Linked DNA regions of Callithrix jacchus: region 2 is linked to region 1. Evidence: chromatin contacts called from public Hi-C data. All regions are on one chromosome and are shown on one strand. Each heading gives the region's core, a stretch centred on a gene start, on an enhancer-like site or on the middle of the called end of the contact. The rest is flanking DNA. Distances are from core to core; before and after follow the strand shown. Region 1 holds the start of IGSF8 (immunoglobulin superfamily member 8). Region 2 overlaps DCAF8 (DDB1 and CUL4 associated factor 8).

Region 1 (3,778 bases), core at 922-3,421:
TGCCCCCAGCTACTTCCCAGCCCCAGGTCACAGGGTAAGAGGGGATACCTCAGCTCCCTGAAGAGCCCTCTCATAATGCTCATACTGTGGGCTGGTTATGAGTTCTTTATGAAATGTCTCCTTAACATATAGGACCGTGTTCCCTCAGGGCAGGGGACCAGGCCTGCCTTGTTTACCACGGCATCTCCAGTGCCCAGTACAAGGCCTGGCTCAATCAATATTTGTGAATGACTAAGTTTACAGGGTGGAGAGGCTTAGGAGGAAGGACATGGTGTAGAAAGATTTGGGGCTTTGGGGACAGACAAGCCTGGGCTCAAATCACCCCATGGCCGCTTAAAAGCTGTGTGGCCTTGGGCACGATACTTAACCTGTCTACACTCAGGTTTCTCTTCTGTTAAATGACACCACCATGCAAAATATGCTATAAGACTAGAACTAATATCCAAAAGGGCCTTCTTGTGTAAGCACTTCATAAATGACATCTATCATTATTACAACTGGTAATGTCTTTCATCCCTCAAGCATCGTGAAGGCACTAAATCCGCTCGATAATTAAATCCATTATAAAGGGAGAGGCGTGTTCTTCCAAACGCTTCTCTATGAGTTTCAGTTTTCACACAGCTCCATATGCCTGTGGATGGATTTAGATGATGTGGCTCTGGAGCAGCCAGGCGGTGGATATTTAAAAGTGAGAATAAACAGGCGCCCTGCTGCCCTGTTCATGGGCTGGCAGTCCTGGGAGGCGAGGGCTGGACCTCTGATCTCCCTTCAAGGCCTCAATCATTCGGCCTCAGAGTTTCTCTGGCTTCTCCAGGGTTCCTCAATGTGGCTTCTATCGGCAACCCCATGAGCAGCACCTCAGAGTCAAGCACTGTGCCACACTCTAGGAATGCAATGTCAAGGAAGGTCTGGTCTGGCCTGTGCCACTTCCCCTCTCTGGGCCTCAGTTTCCTCTTCTGTAAAGGGTGGTGAGTGAGTGGGAGGGAAGGGGGATAAGAGGGGACAAGGAGAGGGTTGGAGGGTTGAGGGTGCTAAATGGGCTCTGGGGTCACCTCCCACTGACAGCCACTTCGACAGCCTTGGCTTTGCAAATCTGGCCGTCTCTTCTCCCTATTCTGGCCTCATCCTTCCTGCCCCTCCTCACTCCCCACCTTGATAGTTCAGGAGAGACAGAGCGCCTGGGAAGGGTGCCTCCTCCATTCTCCCACCTCCAGAGCAAGCCGCATGCCTCCCAGAAGAGAGCACTGTTCATCTCACTGTCACTGAACATAGAGACTCCTTCACCTAAACACCAGGTCTAAACTAGATCTAAACCAAGCCTCTTAGGAAACAGTTCAAATAATAATTCAAAACCTGAAACAAAATAATCTTTATTTATTTCCTATTTCATATTAGTTTCCTGTGCCAAACATTTTACGTACATTCCTCAGTTAATCATCACAATAACCCTTTGGGTGATGTGATCAACCTCAATTCAATTTGCAGAGGAGAGGAAAAAACTGAGGTTGAAGGAGGTGAGGCAATGGGCCAGGATCACCCAATCAAGAAATGACGTCGCCTGGACGGCCTCCTCTCCTAATCCATTTTTTTTTTTGGTTTTGCCCTCTGAGGGGGTGAAAAAAAGGTCTCCAGTGACCTTCTGGATCCCGGAAGCGCCCTTCAGCTCAAACCCTTCGCGTTCGGTAACTCCTGGGTTCCGCCCACACTTAACAGGGTTTGCAGCCAGGACTGTGGCTCAGAGCAAATAACTGAATTCTAAATGCGTGGCCACAGTCACCTCGCCAATCCCAGGGCCCCTGCACCCAATTCTCCAGGAAAGGCTGGCAGGTGCGGGGTCGGGTGCGCTCTGTGCGAAGGTGGGTGGGAATTTCAATGAGCCGAGTGCAGTTAGCTCACCGGTACGGGGGCCTGGGGCGGAGCCAGGGCCGGGGGCGGGGCGAGGCCGGGGTCCTGGGCGGGGCCGGGATTGGAGGCTGACGTTAGCTCTGGTGGGACGGGGAGGGGGCGGGGCTTGGGAATGGAGCGGGACCGGCGTCCGGGGCGGAGCCAGGATTGGAGTCCGACTGTAGTCCTGTTGGGGCGGGGCGGGAGAGGGGCCGGAACTGGGGCTGGGCCGGAGCTCGGGGCGGAGCCAGGGCTGGAGTCTTGCGGGGCGCGGCGGGGCGGGGTCAGGGCGGGGCTGGGACTCGATGAGAGGCAAAGGTGAGTCTAGAGAGGAGGGGCGGGGCCGGGGCCAGGTGCTGAGCAAAGGCCGGAGTCTGGCGGGGTGGGGTGGGCAGGGCCAGGGCTGGGTCTGGGGCGGGGCGGGCCTGCACAGGGCGGGGGGAAGGGGCGGGGCCGGGGCGGGCCGGCGAAGGGGGGCCGGGGCGAGAATGGTCTCAGAACTGCCAAGGGCTGGAGGGAAAACAACGGGAGGGGCGGAGGGAGGGGATTCGGCAGCTCCCGCTCAGCTAGCTCGGCGCACCCACGCCTCGCTGCCCCGCTTCCTGCCCCCCACCTGGGCATGCGCCCCCGGCCCCCCTGGTCCCCCAGAACCCGCGCCACCCCCCGGAGCCTCCCCAGAGCTGGCCGCTCAGGATGGGCGCCCTCAGGCCCACGCTGCTGCCGCCGTCGCCGCTGCTGCTGCTGCTAATGCTAGGTAAGCCAGGCCCCGGTTCCGGTTCCCAGCCCCGCCGGGCAGGTGCCTGCCGTCCAGCACCCAGACCAAGCCGCCTCCCAAGCTTTTCGGTACTCCTCACATCCTCCTTCTCCGTCATGGGTGCCTCCAGCCTCCCCGGGATCGGCGGGCAGCTGCGCATTGTGGCTGCCCGCCGAGCCAGTCTTGGGAAGAGTGCAGGCTCCCCAGCCCTAAGCCAGGGAGTGGGGCATAGGGAGGACCCACTAAGGTGCTCCCCCAGGCACTGCGTAGCCTCCCGGGGCAGGTGCCACTTCTCAGCTAGTATACCCACGTCCTGGGGTCAGTGCACCAAATGTTGCGACTCCTTTCTGCCCCACACTCAGCTCCAGGCCTGGCCTTGGGTGCGCACCCTGCGTGGGCAGTGCCTGCCCAGCTTCGTAATTGCCCCAGAGTTGGCTGGAGGCCCAGAGGCCAGTTCTGCCCACGATCTTTGAAGTAAGTCTCCCCCAATTGCGCTCCACACAGTTCATCAACTGAGGCTGGGGACGGTTCCCTCTCTCGCCCCCATCTCCACCCTGGGCTGGGTCCCTCTTTGCCCTTCTTCCTCTCTCCCAAGTGGCACTTGGCTCTGCAGCCACCCATCAGTTTTCACAACCGCTTAGTTCCGGCTTCCTTGGCTCAGGAGAAACCAGGTTCCATGGAGACTGATCCTGGGATCTCCAAGCACCTTGTGTCTGCTGTGGTCGGTGTTGATGGTGGGCTGTTCTGGGCCAACCTTGCATGGATGCATGGGGCTAATGACAGTGGAATTGTTTTTGGCCTGAACTGGAGGACTCCCTGTAGGCGGTGGTCTGGGGGAGAGTGTGGTGTGGGGACAGTGAAAATGCCCGTACAGCTGTTGATGAGACTGAAGCTCTTGAAATGAGAGTGAAGTGTGGGGGTGGGGATGGTGACTTCAGAGCTGCTGTCATCAAGGCAGAGGCTGAAGGTAGCCCCAGCTGCCTGTTTCTAGACCAGAGCTCCACAGTGGCACCAAGTAAAGCCTTCCCCTGCTGCAGGTCCCTGGGCCCTGCAGGGCTACCATGAGTCCTCTCCTTGGTCCCTGGGCAGATAACAGCAGAATGTACAGAGAGGAAGGTGCTATGGGGCCTGGTTGCCTAG
Region 2 (3,778 bases), core at 453-2,952, 130 kb before region 1:
CTGTTTTTTTGTCCTAACTTTCCAGCAGTGGGGATCACCAGGCACTAGGCTCAGTGTAGTAGACTCAGCAGTTCTATATCATGGAAATTGTAAATGTAGAGTAGCATGTTAGAACCAGAAAAGATCTTAGAAGTTATTTTCTACCTTTCTCAGGTCTCCTGACTCTGATTTGAGGATCTTTTCTTTGTTCCCATTCAGCTTCACAGGGACAGGGTCGGGGGTGGTATCAGAGGACAACCCCTTAGTCTCCCAAGAGCACTTTGATGCTTGATCCCATTCTCTACATTCCTCCAGCCCAGTCATCTAAGGCCAGAGCTCTTTTCTCTGCTCAGGCATTATTGACAGGATAAGTCCTGGCATTCAGACAGGTCTGGTGAAGTGACCAGGTACTCTGGCCCAGAAGTTCTCTATCGACTCCCCTACAGGCTCCAATTCAGGTACTGTATGTCATTCTCTTGTTCCTCTTGCCATTGGCTTTTTCCTTAGCCTTAAGTTCCAAGGAATTGTTCCCCTGTGCTTTTTTATTTTGCTGACTTATTCAAGCAGGGCTAGCTCAGAGTTCAGGTTTGTAACAAGGACTTACTAGGAGATGGATGAAAAAGTTCAGGTTTATATGTGTAAATTGTCCATTACTGTAGATACATACACTAGTCCAAGCATTAGAGTTTAACTGCACTGCCTAAAAAAGCCCAAAGATAAACTTCACAATAAGCTGATAATGTGGAATGCAAGGAGGAGATAAAGAATTGGGTTTCTGTTTTATTCATAGGCTCAGTCTTAGCTTCAGTCTTTTCTGAGCATTTGTTTATTTGTAAGATGGAAGTCAAAGAAAGTGGGAAGTCTTTAGGTCAGCCCTATTTTCCATGCCTGACCTTGACCTCTTCTCAGATGTTCTTAGTTGGTCCAGAGAGAACTAAAAGAAGTTGTTTTCTTGGACTATAGGGCAGCTGCAAGGTGGGGTGCCTTTCATACGTGTTCCTTTTTCACTAAAAGACTCAAAATGCTTTAGCAGCTAGATCTGGGACTAACTCTTTGAATGGGGTAGGAACTTCCCTGCCCTTCCCTTAGGGGGAAGCTCATGTTTCCAAGTCAGACAGCAGGGGGCATGGATGCCTTTCAGACAGAAGGAAGCTGCCTAAGCTAGAAGGCCTGCCTGCTGTAGTTTATTTCTTTTGCCTTGTTCAGTGAATTTAGCCAGAGGTGGCTGAGATTGAGGCTGTGGAAGCCCCAAGAAGCTTCCTTAATGTGCTGCCTCATAGCTGAGCTTATAGGGCCAGTAGTAGGATGTTGTCCCCTGGGATATGCAAGGTTATCTCAAGCAGACATGAGCCTCCATCACTCCCACCACTCCTTGCAACTCAGCCTCCTCTTCTCAGCCTGTGCCTTCATCCAGTGCTAGTAAACAGTGCCAAATGAATATAGTTGTTCTCCGACTCTTCTCTGGGGGTTCATTGGCAGCTGCTGCTTTCTTCATTTTTTAAAATTTGTTTGCCACTTGGTAAAAGCCACTGAGATGGTTTTTTTCTAGCCTTGGGCAAGTTGGAGCTTTGAAATCTGGAGTGAATAAGGTCATCTGGATCTCACTGTCTTCTTATGAAGCCAGCACTAAGCTTGGGCAGTCACTCACCCACCCCTAGGTCCATATCTGGGAATGAAGCCACCCCTGACCTATACATAGAAAATGATTGATGTGCCTGGTCTTATACCCAGTCTCTGTTTGGTTTCTCTACCCCCAGTGCCCTTTGGCTTAGGCTCAGGATGGGTGGGCCTCCCTTCCCCAGCAGCTGCCCTAGCAGCTGCCTCAGACCTGATCAAGGGCAGTTGTTTGTTTCAAGGTGAGTAGTGGTTTTTAGACCCTGCTCCCACACACTGCTAAGTCTGTGTTTTCCTTTCTTCCTGACCAGGTAAACTGTCTTGAGCCCCACCCTCACCTGCCTGTGTTGGCAACCAGTGGCCTAGACCATGATGTGAAGATATGGGCACCCACAGCTGAAGCTTCCACTGAGCTGACAGGGTTAAAAGATGTAAGTGGCTGACTGCAGAAGTTATTTTCTTTCTGCTTATTCACATACTGTTGATTCATTGTCATAGGAAGGAATAATTTGCTGCCCAGTTCTTTAAAGGCACTACTCTAACACCCTCCCCTACATTCCTGTAATTTCCTCTGTAGGAATAGTCCTGCTCCAGGGGGCAGCTGTGAAGTGGCACTAATTTGTAATAGGATGGGGATGAGGAGCATCTTCAAGAATTATTTTGTGTTAAAGCCTGCCACCTTCACAGAGGCTGAACCTAGGGCATTGTTTCTTAATCTAATGTAGCTCCATTTCAACTTAATGGGGAGCTTTTATTGGGATAGAACATCAGCTTTCTTGATGAGGTCCCCGGTCCATCTTCATTGCTGCCCCCGTTCCCAACCCTTTTGGGTTCCAGGTGATTAAGAAGAACAAGCGGGATCGGGATGAAGAGAGCTTGCACCACACTGACCTGTTTGATAGTCACATGCTGTGGTTCCTCATGCATCACCTGAGACAGAGACGCCACCACCGGGTAAGCGGGGGTTGGAAGTGACCTCCCAAGAGCAGTGACCCTCTCAAGAGGCCTAAAAAGTTCCAGAGTAGTGAGTTTAAGGAGGAATCTGGTGATCTTGGTCGGATTTCCTATCCATTGTCCTCTATCCCCATCAGATCCCTGATACAGCCTTGGAAGAAGCATCAGCAGAAAAGGGTGGTATCTACTCTTGTCCATTGCTGCCATCCATGTGTAATGCTATCTTCATAAAGGCAAAGGCTGGAGTGTGGAGGAAGGAACTGAGAAGAAATAAGTCTCAGTGTGACCCTTCTATTTTTCTTCTTAAGACAAAAGAGGCCTAGGTCAGGAGTTAGCAAACTAGCAGTTGGCCTGCTGCTCATTTTTGTAAATAATAGTTTCATTGGGTTGCAGCCACACCTATTCTGTGTATCATCTGTGGTTGCCTTCATGCTACAATGGCACAGTTGAAGAGTTGCCATAAAGACCATATAGACCACAAGTCTAAAATATTTACTATCTGGCCCTTTAAGAAAATTTCTGCTGATCTCTTGCCTAAAGCATCTAAATTCTAGCTAAGACCTAACAGGCTAGTCCTTGTTCCTTCCACGGAAGTTACTAACGAGCCTTTCCCATCCCACAGCGCTGGCGAGAACCTGGGGTTGGGGCCACAGACGCAGACTCTGATGAGTCTCCCAGCTCCTCAGACACATCGGACGAGGAGGAGGGCCCTGACCGAGTGCAGTGCATGCCATCTTGAGGCCTCATACCTAGGTGGGGCGGGCTGGGGCTGCCAACCCGATCCTGCCTGGGCAGCCCTTTCCTGTCCCAGGCCCTACATTCAGCAGAAACGCACTTTGGACTTTTTGCTTTAGATAAAAGAAAGACGTCCCAGGAGAAAGGACAAACCAGAGGAGTGAACCAACACAGAATACCCAGGAATGGGAGTGGAGCCCTGGTATGGGCCTTCATGGAGAAGTGCATAGGACTCAGCAGAAATGGCCTCTCCCCAAAGCCTCTTTTTGAGAGGAGAGGGAAGCCTATTTTGTTAACTGGTTTGGGATAGGGAATGGGGTTTCTTTTTCTTTAATCTCCCTTGTTTCTTGGGCAGGGGGGTGGGGGGAACAACTGGCTATTCAGTACCAAGGGGCCAGAGTGGAGGGTAGGAGTGCCACTCTCTCTTTGGTTTAGGTTTTTGACCTTTTCTTGTTTTTTTTTTTTTTTTTTTTTTTTTAAATCTATGACAGTTGGG

The links. A called contact is a pair of places that touch in the nucleus more often than the background predicts.
Region 2: a contact with region 1 is called in a Hi-C map of skeletal muscle, with 4 times the contacts expected there. The contact joins the enhancer-like site here to the promoter of IGSF8 in region 1. A contact is called at or near these places in 2 of 3 Hi-C or Micro-C datasets (induced pluripotent stem cells and skeletal muscle).

Annotation. Positions count from the first base shown.
Region 1 is chr18:20,043,883-20,047,660 of calJac240_pri, reverse strand. IGSF8 (immunoglobulin superfamily member 8) reads left to right here and starts at 2,171. Exons shown (of 8, transcript XM_078356066.1): 1 at 2,171-2,202.
Region 2 is chr18:20,171,510-20,175,287 of calJac240_pri, reverse strand. DCAF8 (DDB1 and CUL4 associated factor 8) reads left to right here. Exons shown (of 15, transcript XM_078356100.1): 13 at 1,905-2,024; 14 at 2,431-2,547; 15 at 3,170-3,778. The coding sequence ends at 3,286. Among named protein-coding and RNA genes, the nearest start is that of PEA15, 14 kb to the right of the region's middle. Within about 2 kb of position 1,702, at least 4 of the 16 cell types and tissues checked have an H3K27ac peak or open chromatin away from gene starts, as enhancers often do. A contact at or near this core is called in skeletal muscle, where this site is marked.